Linked DNA regions of Mus musculus: region 2 is linked to region 1. The links are chromatin contacts, called in public Hi-C maps. All regions are on one chromosome and are shown on one strand. The core of a region is the stretch at or near the end of the contact, and the rest is flanking DNA. Distances in the headings are between cores, read along the strand shown.

Region 1 (5,403 bases), core at 2,668-5,167:
ATCAAATAAGATTTTATATATATATATACTAAACCATTGGATTAATTTATCTGTGATACATTATCAGTAAAAGTTTTGTCTGCATGCCTATTTTATGTACCTATTACATGGTGGCTCATAAAGACTTCTCAGGCAAAGGGCTAGAGAAATGGATCTGTGGTTAAAACAATGCACTGCTCTTCCAGAGGACCAGAGTTTGATTCCTGGCGCCCACATCAGGCGGGTCTCAACCAGCCATCATTCCACTCCAGGGGATCACTCTCTGACTCCGTGGACAGCTGCACATATGCCCACAACATGATTAAAAATAATTTTTAAAAAGCTTGGGGACAGAGAGAGATGGTGTGGGAGTCAGCACACTGGTTGCTCTTACAAAGAACCTGAGTGAGGTTCCCAGAACCCACAATGCAGCCCAAACTATTCTGTGACTCCAGTCTCAGGGGATCCAACACTTCCTTAGGCATTCAGGAATGCACAGGGGCACAAGCATTAAACAGGCAGAACACCCATACACATTAAATAAAATAATTTTTTTTTAATTCTCAAGCACAGAGGGTCACTACTAGAAAAAAATTTAAGAAGCTCTTTAAAAAAAAAAAAAAAAAAAAAAAAAAAAAAGACCTAATTTAATGCTGGCATGGTAGCACTTGGGAGGCAGAGGCAGGCAGATTTTTGAGTTTGAAGTTAGCCTGGTCTAAAGAACAAGTTCCAGGACAGCCAGGGCGACACAGAGATCTGACTAAATGATGTCATCTGCAACTTCTAACATTATATATGCATATGTCTACATCTAATAATTATATAGTACAATTATTATAAGGAATCAAAGTCAGAATGTTACAGCACATTTTGTGGCACACCTGCATATTTAACATAGTTCTGTGTAGTTGGTGTGTTCAGTGTGCCATTGCTGTGTGCTTTGTATACAATGTGCCATTGCTGTGTGGTTGGTGTGTACAATGTGCCATTGCTATGTGGTTGGGTACAACACACCACTACTGTGTGACTGTACCACACACCATAGCTTTGGTTCACGTACAACTTAGAAAAGCTTTCATTATTTTAAGCCATCCCACTGATGGCCACTCCCATCAGCACAGAGAGTAGCTCACTCTCATACGGAACAGCTAAGTGCTATGATTTCTAATTTTCAAATAAAGTCATTGCTGTGTTTAGACATCAAAACACATTAGCAGTTATAAATTGTAATGGTGTCTTTCTAAAAGAAACCATATGTCTCTGGTGCCTGAAACACAAAATAAATGAAGTGTTTGGGACTGTTATTTGAAATAAATATATTTGCGAAAACTAAAACACAAAAGATAATTTTATCAATAGTTGAAAATACAGTAATATGGATAATTTAAAATGTCCACATCTCCATGGTTAAATGCAAAGATTAGAAATGACTTCGCTGCCTACTAGGATCTTCCGTGATCTGTTGAGAAACAAGTCGTGAATGTGCTGCTCTGGCCTAAGTCAGCTGCTGAGGGCTGCTGCATCATGTCAGGGAGATGTGGCTCAGGGTGAGACCTGACAGGCATGCAAAGCCTGGTTTAATTCCCAGTAGAGAAATGGAAGTGCTGCATAAGAGGCCACTGCATAGTTCTCACAGACTATACGGAAGACCGGTATGTTGGCCATTTCCCTAAGATGCTGAGCAAGCGCCAGCCTGACTGAGTCACCAGTAAGTTCCCACTGCTGTTCCCTACATGAGCACACCAATACAGTTTCCTCCTTCACCTAAGTGCTGTATTGGAGGAGTTGTGGCAGACATGACTGCCTCCTAGCATCTTAGAAGATCTGAAAAGAAGGGGAGTGAAGAAAAGGGAGAGGGTCTGTGTGAGGGGCACTGGGAAGAGAGGGGGGATATTGGGATGTAAAGTGAGTAAATACAGTTTTAAAAAGAAGGCAAACATAATAAACATTCTGAATGTAATCACAAGCATATTTTAAGAGGTAAATATTTAAAATTCAGACCAAACATTCATAACATTTTTTTAAATGAGTAAGGCAACGTCTTAGTTACTCAAAGCCCACCACCAGCAACCCACCTCTGCCATCAAAGACTTACCTCCCAATCCTTCCCAAACAGTTCTCCTGGGGAGTGAGCATGTGCAAACATGAACGGATGGGCTCACTCTCACCCAAACCACCACAGACACTAAGGCAACAGGCCTCCCAGCTGAGGGGAAACCTGCCCCACTACAGACCCAGCCAAGGCTGTGCCTCCTGGGTGGTTTCCGAATCTCAGAAGCCTTCTTCCTGAGCTTCTGACCCCCCACAGCAGGGAAGGGGGTGGCTTAGTTCACCAACTCCTCTCTCTGGTGTGGGGTACCCTCCCCAGAGCCCCTCCTCTCCTCATCCCATTCATGAATCACATGACTCATGTTAGCTTTGAGTCAAGACCCAAATAAAATGCCATTCTTCATTTAGAAGAGAGAATAATAATAAAAATAATAATAATGCCAAAAATTGGTTTCATTCAGATGTGGTTTGACTTTTAAATCAAGGAGATGAGCCATTTTAAAACGTCATTCTGCTAGAATGGCCTTCATCCAGGAGAGGCCTCCTTGGGAAAGCGCTCCCAGTCCTTTGTTGGTGGCCTTTACCGTTGTCCTTTGATGCTGACTTTGAGCTTGAGGATCCATCCGGGGACAGATTTGACATTTATATTTCAGGTTTTCATACTGGAGAATGAACCATGTTCACACACAATCCCTTTAATATTTTTGAAAGGTCATTTTATTTTTAAGTGTGTGTCTGTGTGTGCACATGTGTGTGCATGTGTGTGTGTGCGTGCGTGCGTGTGTGTGCGTGTGTGTGTGTGTGTGTGTGTGTGTGTGTGTGTGTGTGTGTTGTACATGTCAGTGCTGGTGCCTAAGGAGGCCAGAAGCATTGCATTCCTTGGAGCTGGAGTTGCTGGCACTTGGGAGACACCTGACATAGGCACTGGGAACTGAACTTGTGTTTCCTTACCTCCTGAACCAGTGTTCTAATCCTTATAGTTAACCACTGCACATAGAATATCATTAGCTTTGAGCCCTCACATGATCTCACTATATTCCACTGGAGGGAGGAATCACTATTTTTTTTTTAATGAGACAGCAGTAAGATGGGGGAGTCTGGAGTCCTTTAAGAACAATTTTTAGTTTTTAAAACCATATTTTTCTTGTCTGAACCAGATACCGCCCAGGAAGAGTTACCATGGTATTTTAATGATATTTTTAAAATATGATAATCATCTTTGGTTTTGGAGCTGTCCTGAGAGAAAGCATATGTCTAAGCACTTTTGAATTTCTTCTCTAATTACTTACTGAAATGCAGAATGCAATAAAACCAAAGAAAAGTCCCAGCTTCCTCACTCGCCATGGGGCAGAGACAGATAAACAAGCTGCTCAGAGTCGCTGTCTCCACCTGGTTGATGAGCCAGCCTGCTTTGCTTAACTGTGGACTGGCCTCAGTGTAGCCCTTTCACTAATTACTCCTCAATTTTAACTATTATTTACCTTAAGTATATGTTCGTTCTTACTCTCTTATGAGAAAGATAGGAGAAAGTTTTCAGAAATAGAGAAAGAAATTTAAAACCAAGTTTTGGCTTCTGCCCAGCTTTATCAGCAAACGTTATAATGCTAAAGTTAAGTATACTTTTACAAGGGACGAACTTTTCCCAGAAAAACTATGAATAATCAACTGTTACCAGCCATAAAATGTTTTTTCTTGCAGCTGTGATGAGTTTCAAATGTTACTTTTACTTTATTTGGGGGGAGAAAAGAAGAAGAAAGGCGATTCAATGCTGCTCTTTGTGAAGTTAATAGTCTTGTTTAAAGTACGAGACGATGACAGGGTCACGCTATAAACAAGCCCGGGTACAGATCCAACTTGTAGTTAGATGTCTGGGGAAGGAGCCTATAAAAAGATAAAACTCTCTTAACGACTCTTCCAGAGCAGTGTATAATTAGATACCTGGAAACGCTGCAAAGATCCATTAGGAAGGCAGCTTTTCTTTGTATGCCTCAAGCTTCAGACATGATGCCAGTGCCTCCCGTTGTTGATTGGTACCCTCCCTGATCATCTCAGAGACGGATCGTAGGTCCAGAAGTGTAAGGTGGTTTTCTGGGGTGTACCTCTTTAGACTTGGATGTGTTCTCCCCTTGTTCTGCTTGTGGTTTCCCACTGATGTATAAATAAGAGGGAAGGCACAGAAGTGGTTGAGCCGAAGAGACGGGAAATGGACAGTGTCACACTCTGGCTGGGGCAATTCAGGATCTTGTTTTGGGTTTGTTCCCTGCAGCGTGCACTTAAATCATCCTTTATCTTACTCTGCTGTCAGGATCAGGCAACTGGTTAGTTTTGCTAACCCCACTTCTCTTTGATAACCAGATACCCTCAAACTCAGTCGTTTAAAATAACCATTTTATCAGATCTCACTATGTTACGAGTCGGGAATTTGGCCGTTTCTGTGCCCTGTCACTGCAGCTAGGTTCTCTAGTAGCTTGCAGCTGGCACTAAGCTTGTCTCAAGTCCCCAACTCACTGGTCCAGCCTCTTGTCAGGGTCATCTGGAAGTCTCTGGGCCTCTCAGCCTGGCAAGACTGTGGTGCCAATCTATCAGAGGCCAGGCCTGGAACAGGAGGGCCACTGTCAGAACCAGCCACACAAGTGCTCACATTAGCATCCCTTGGCCACCCAACTCATGTGCTTTTTTGAGAAGTCTCTCTGTCAGGATTTTCCCTCCAACCCCTCTGTGTGTCCATGGTGTGAAGATATAAATCAGAACTAACCATCACAAATGACCAGTTGCTCTTAATTAAAGACAGCAGAGGTGTGCCTCTTTACCTTCTTGGAGTAGCAAAATTGAAGAAAAGCCAATGGGTTGCACTGTGAGCAAGCATCTGTCAACACTAGATATTAGATACTGCATTTTAAATCTCGTGACCCAGCATGCTGAAACACAACTGTCATGTAACTAACTGGCCAGGAGACTGAGGCAGGAGGATCACAGAAGTTAGAGGCTAGAGTAAATTCTAGGCCAGGCTGGTCTGCACAGTGAGACTGTGTCTGTAGAATGAGTGTGTCTTGGCCACCTCTCAATGCCTTGATTTAACAATGCTACTGCTAATAATTCATCCAGGAAAGTTGCTAACAATAAGAAAAAAATCTCTGTGTACAAATGTGTTCTTCACTCCTGTGAGATGCTAAACATGACTCATGAAAAAAGACTTATGGAAATGGGATCAATACCATGCCATCGTGTGCAGCTATTAAACTACAAATGCCATTTCTGTGGGAGAGCCTTCCCATGTAAACAGAGCAAAAATACAGTTATAACTGATTTGAGTAAAGAATACATTCAGACTACATTTGCACACCCTTAATCTAAACACTCAGGAGACAGAGGCAA
Region 2 (5,218 bases), core at 1,844-4,343, 320 kb before region 1:
GGCACACTCCTGGGTACGAAGCTTTCGCTTTGCCCTATCCATCCACTCATTCATTTTATCAAAGCCAGAAAACAAAGGAAATTTAACAGAAATAAGCCAACGAACTTCATCGCACCTCATTTTACACAACCATTAAAAACATACAAATATCTCACGTGTGTTCCATGAGCTTCGTGTGAACTCACAATAGGATTGATTCCCCACGTCATATTGATAAAGCAGTGTACCCCAGAACCACTTCTCAGGATTTTAGTTTTTAGAACATAACTAACTACATTTTGTATGTTATCATTTTTGAAACCAAGGAATATTTCATTTAAAGATGTTTAGACCCACTAAGGTCTCCTAAGATTTAGTGGTCTATTGTTTTCTGAAGTCTCTGGATTACATCATTAGGCAGTGGTAGTCCTGGGCAGGGTGCTTTGGAGGAAAGCATATTTTGAGAGTATTGTCTTTAGATCATTTATTTAAATTGGTGTATTTTTGGAAGCGGAGACATAAACTAACTCCTTGGTAAAGAAGAAGAAGGCTGTCTTGACAGACATAAGGGGAATCATCTGATGTGTCAAAAGAGTTTTCAAACCGTTGGGTGCTCATCCCTTCGGATCTGAAGCTGGCTGCTGTTTCCTGGGTTCAGACTTGAGGGACCTGGCTTGCAACTACAGCGCACAGCCACTAGAGGTCAGAGTTTTACATCGTCCTGAATAGACGACAAGAGTCTGAGACAATGGTATTTCCTTCCTCACATACTCTAATGTCCTTGATTAAAAAAGAGAAGAAAACCGAGAAAAGTGAGATCACTGTCGTAAGAAGAGGGCTGTCGGCACTCAGAAGGAATAAAAACAAAGAGCTGAAAACATTTTGCAAATGTGGAGAGAAAACAAAAAGCATACAGATCAGTCTGATGACCAAGGTTGTATTGCTATATCCATCTCCTCCAAGGAGACAAAGGTGTGCTAAAAACAACAACTACAGCATCAGTGATGGTGACAACAACAGCAGGGACCAACTTGTACTGAATACACATTACATATTACTAAAAACACATCTCAGAGATGAAAAAAGCAAGCACTGAGTTCCGGGACAGCTTTTAGGGGCCTGAACAATGTTTGCACCCTCTGTAACCACAATCTCACATTTGAGGGTTTTGCCTGCCCTGCACCCAAAAACCATCAAGTACAGAGCCAAGGGAAGAGCTGTTGATATGAAGATGTCACATGGCTCAGGGAAGGAGCTGTTGACATGAAGATGTCACATGGCTCACAGAATTCGTCACAGCAGCAGGATTTAGAAGCAAAGTAACTGCTTAATATTAAGATTACAAAACAAAATCGCAAATGACATAGTCACTATTTTCAGAATTATAAAGAAAGAAAAGGGAATTGAGGAAATATATTTCTAGCATCAGTGGAACTGTGTAAACTACATAAAATGTGTGCTTGTATGAATGAGTAATAAAAGGAGTCTGAGAAAAGAATGGCATTCACGCTAGGATTATATGGATCATATAGAAAAATACGGCCCTAGAAAAGCATGTTTAAATCATTGGCAAAGATATAGTGTAAAGTTCCAGGGAGTTCGGAGTTTACACAAGCTCAACTGGACCCGCTAGTGAGCAGACATCTGCCATTGTCTGCCAACTGCTCCCAGACCTTCCGACTGGACATATTTACTCTGGTCAACTGTGTCCCTTAATATGCCACAGATTCATCAATAATAGTCACTGTTCTTCTCAGTAGCAATAACAACACATCCAATACGTGCAGTTTAAAAAAAATTGATCAGCTGGGCTGGAGAGATGGCTCAGCCGTTAAGAGCACTGACTGCTCTTCCAGAGGTCCTGAGTTCAAATCCCAGCAACCACATGGTGGCTCACAACCATCTGTAATGAGATCTGACACCCTCTTCTGGTGTGTCTGAAGACAGCTACAGTGTACTTACATATAATAATAATAAATAAATCTTTGGGCTGGACAGAGTGGGACTGGAGCAAGCAGAGGCCCTGAGTTCAATTCCCAGTAACCACATGTAGGCTACAGTATACTCATTTACATAAAATAAATAAATAAATCTTAAAAAAATTGTCAGCTACTTCAAGTCTAGTTTCTGGAAATACAGTGTCATTTAGAGTCATGCGATACTTCCAACAGAACGGTAACCCAAAAGAGAACAGAAAGGAAAATTCAAATGGATCCGGACTTTGGCGAGCATCGAGGCCAGCTGAACTGCCAACAGAGCACAGGCTCGCTGAAATGAACCCTTTTACACCTCTAAGCACAAAGTCACAGAACACGGGAAGGCCAGGCATCTCAGGAACCATTCTTAAAGAGAGATGTCAGGTTCCCACAAGCCATCATGGGTCACTTATCTGCGTTTGAGCTTCTTTTTCTACCCAGCAGCTTTGTGGTTTCTAAACCTCAGATGGTAATTGCTCATGGAGAAATACCCAGATTCGTGGCTTGGTCCACAGAAAAGCTGAATGGATGCAATGCCCCCTCCCACCCACCCCCATCTCACCCCCATTTTTCTAAACTTCTTAGCAGTATCACTTTTTGAGTGCAAAGCTGGTGGTGCAGAAAACTGTGCCCCATCTTTAAAACTCTTCCCTTTGGCTACACACAGGTGTGCCTTTCCCCAGCCAGGGCATGTTCCTTTAAGGGGTTACCCACTACCAGAAAAGAAGGAGCCAGCTAATCCATGCAGCATTCAGCTGCTAGGCAAACCTCACAGCTGTCTTGCTTCAAACCTCCTCCCTCACTGCCCACACTGAAAACATGCAAGTTAAAGAGCGGTTTAAATTAGCATTCTTTAAAGCACCCTTTCGTTACCATATGATGCCAGGGAATCTATTACAGAAAGGCATTCCTAGCACCAGGAACGGACTGGAGCAGAAGAAAATGTAACAATGGCATTCCTGTGTGGCTGAGTAAGGCAGGCAGAGGTTTTGTTCAGAGCAGATGTCAGAGACCTGTAAACCCTAGACAAACAGTGATAAAGACGGATCTTAAGAACACAACCCACTCCAACAGACTCTGACACGTAAGAACAACAGTCCAACACATACAGCACAGGACAGCAGCAGTCCGGCACAAACCAAGTGAGCACCAGGGATCTCCTCTGAGAGTGCAGACTGTCATCCATAGAACAGTGCTGAGCACTGTTCTAGGTACTCGGGACACATCTGTAAATGAAGTAGACAGAAGGTCTGCTCATCTGGAGCTCACATTCTGTCAGGAACTCTGACAGAATGCACGCAGGAGGAATTCAGAGCAGATTGGGATACAACCTGTTTTCTTATTTACATGTCAAGGCATTGCTATGCAACAAGATGTGGGATGTCACAGCAACACTCCAAATCTCACTCACACATTCTCTACCACTCTTCTATTTCTCTGTGTGATTATGCATGCATAAATATATGTTAAATTATCAATCTACAGGTTTGACCACTTGACCAATACTTCATTTATCTTTTTGTTTGTGTGGATATAGGACTTATGTAACACTCACCCAGCCTAGAAGAGCCCATGGGCTTTTGTCAGTTCATAAAATGTTATAAAACGTTCCTCCAAGTCTGGTGACACATAGATGCCTCCACCTGGGAGAACCTTCCTGACCCTTAAAATCAAGGTTCTGGCTCCTCAAAAAGCCAAACTGAGAAACGACGCTCATGAAGCTGTACTCCAGTTTGCAGTCCTGGGCTGAAGACAATGGCCATTTAATTGCACACAAGGTCAAGATCTTTTGATTGGCAGGCTGACAGCTCTGTAGAAGTAATTCTTCATATGGAATTCCCTTGAAATCAAAGGCATCATCATGAGGAGATTAAAAAGGAACAGCTGAGTGGACTGCTCATTTCCAGAGATGTCAGATGGTACTTAATGTATCCTGTTATTTCAGGTGAGCATGCAGTAGATGCTTCTGGGATCTGTAATTGTATTCTGTATTCACCTCATGCCGAGTTAGTGACTGTTCTACTCTCCTTCCCAGGAGAAGTACAGGGTTAGGTTCTTGCAAGCCTCTGCTTCCCACACGGTCCTCATCTTATGTATCACCCACACCACAGGGCTTATTAATAAGGCTAGTTGTATCCACACTGAAGAGACTCTTCCATGTACCATTTGGCCCATACAGCCCAGGGTTTTACATTTTCTTTTGTAGTCTCTGATTGTGCAGAGCCTAACTTGCCTATACAACTAAAGTTTTCCACATCAGATCACCCATAGAAATGTGCAAGTCCCAGTTGAGGAGTAGGCTCAGTGGGCTCAGTGGGCAAAGGCGTGTCATATAAGCATGAAAATCTGAGTTCAGATCCCTGCCACTCACAAAAAAGCCTGGGATTGGCCGCAAGAGCCTAGAGCCCCCCCCCCCCCCCCCCCCCGCTGTGGGGAAGCTGAGGCAGGAGGCCCTGGGCCCAAGAAATAATTAAGCATAGGCAAATAGATGGGAGAGCCTGTCTCAAAATGATAAGGGAGAGCCTGTCTCAAAAAGATAAGGGAAGACATGGAGGAAGGAACTAGACTAATCTCAGGCCTCAGCACTTGCACACACATGTGTGCATGCACACATGAACCTATTCACAGAGTCACACTGATACACAGACACACAGTCACACAATCACACAGTCACGCACAAAGACAGACAGACACACACACACAGACAGAGAGGCAGAGAAAGAGAGACAGACAGACAAAGAGGCACAGAGAGAGAAAGACAGAGAGAAAGACAGACAGACAGAGAGAGAGAGAGAGAGAGAGAGAGAGAGAGAGAGAATATGCAAATATGCAAACCAGTACCGGCAGAGAGGGCCTTTCTAGTTTTCTTACTCTGGGTGATAGGATTAAACCCTTTGACTTTTACCTTCACAGCAATGCTGTTCACGTGCTTTCTAAAGTCAGTCCTTATTTCACAAGCTCAGAACTTAGGCTCTCTCCGTCTTCCTCCCATCCCACCATGCACCACAGAGGTTACCTTGCCACTTTCCAAAGTCCATCCTTACCACTAGATGGATGAATGTTCTCCCTTTCTATGTGCACCATATTGTAACTTTACTAACACTGATCTCACAGCCAATAGGTCCATATCTTATGTCTCAGTGAGCTTATCTGACAGGTGTAGTCCCTGCCACATATCACAGCCTTCCTGTGTTTAGGAATACAGTCAGCTCTGCAATGCCAGGCTTAGGACCATGTGACAGGCGAAGTAAACAAGAAAAAGT

The links. A called contact is a pair of places that touch in the nucleus more often than the background predicts.
Region 2: a Hi-C map of uterus shows a contact between it and region 1, with 5 times the contacts expected there. The contact joins two enhancer-like sites. A contact is called at or near these places in 4 of 484 Hi-C or Micro-C datasets (nephron progenitors and uterus).

Annotation. Positions count from the first base shown.
Region 1 is chr8:77,680,730-77,686,132 of GRCm38.p6, reverse strand. All of the region lies in intron 3 of Ednra (endothelin receptor type A), which reads left to right. All of the region lies in intron 3 of LOC105243223 (a long non-coding RNA gene), which reads right to left. Among named protein-coding and RNA genes, the nearest start is that of Ednra, 41 kb to the left of the region's middle. Within about 2 kb of position 3,917, at least 14 of the 459 cell types and tissues checked have an H3K27ac peak or open chromatin away from gene starts, as enhancers often do. A contact at or near this core is called in uterus, where this site is marked.
Region 2 is chr8:77,999,801-78,005,018 of GRCm38.p6, reverse strand. No RefSeq gene overlaps it. Among named protein-coding and RNA genes, the nearest start is that of Gm29895, 43 kb to the left of the region's middle. Within about 2 kb of position 3,093, at least 39 of the 459 cell types and tissues checked have an H3K27ac peak or open chromatin away from gene starts, as enhancers often do. A contact at or near this core is called in uterus, where this site is marked.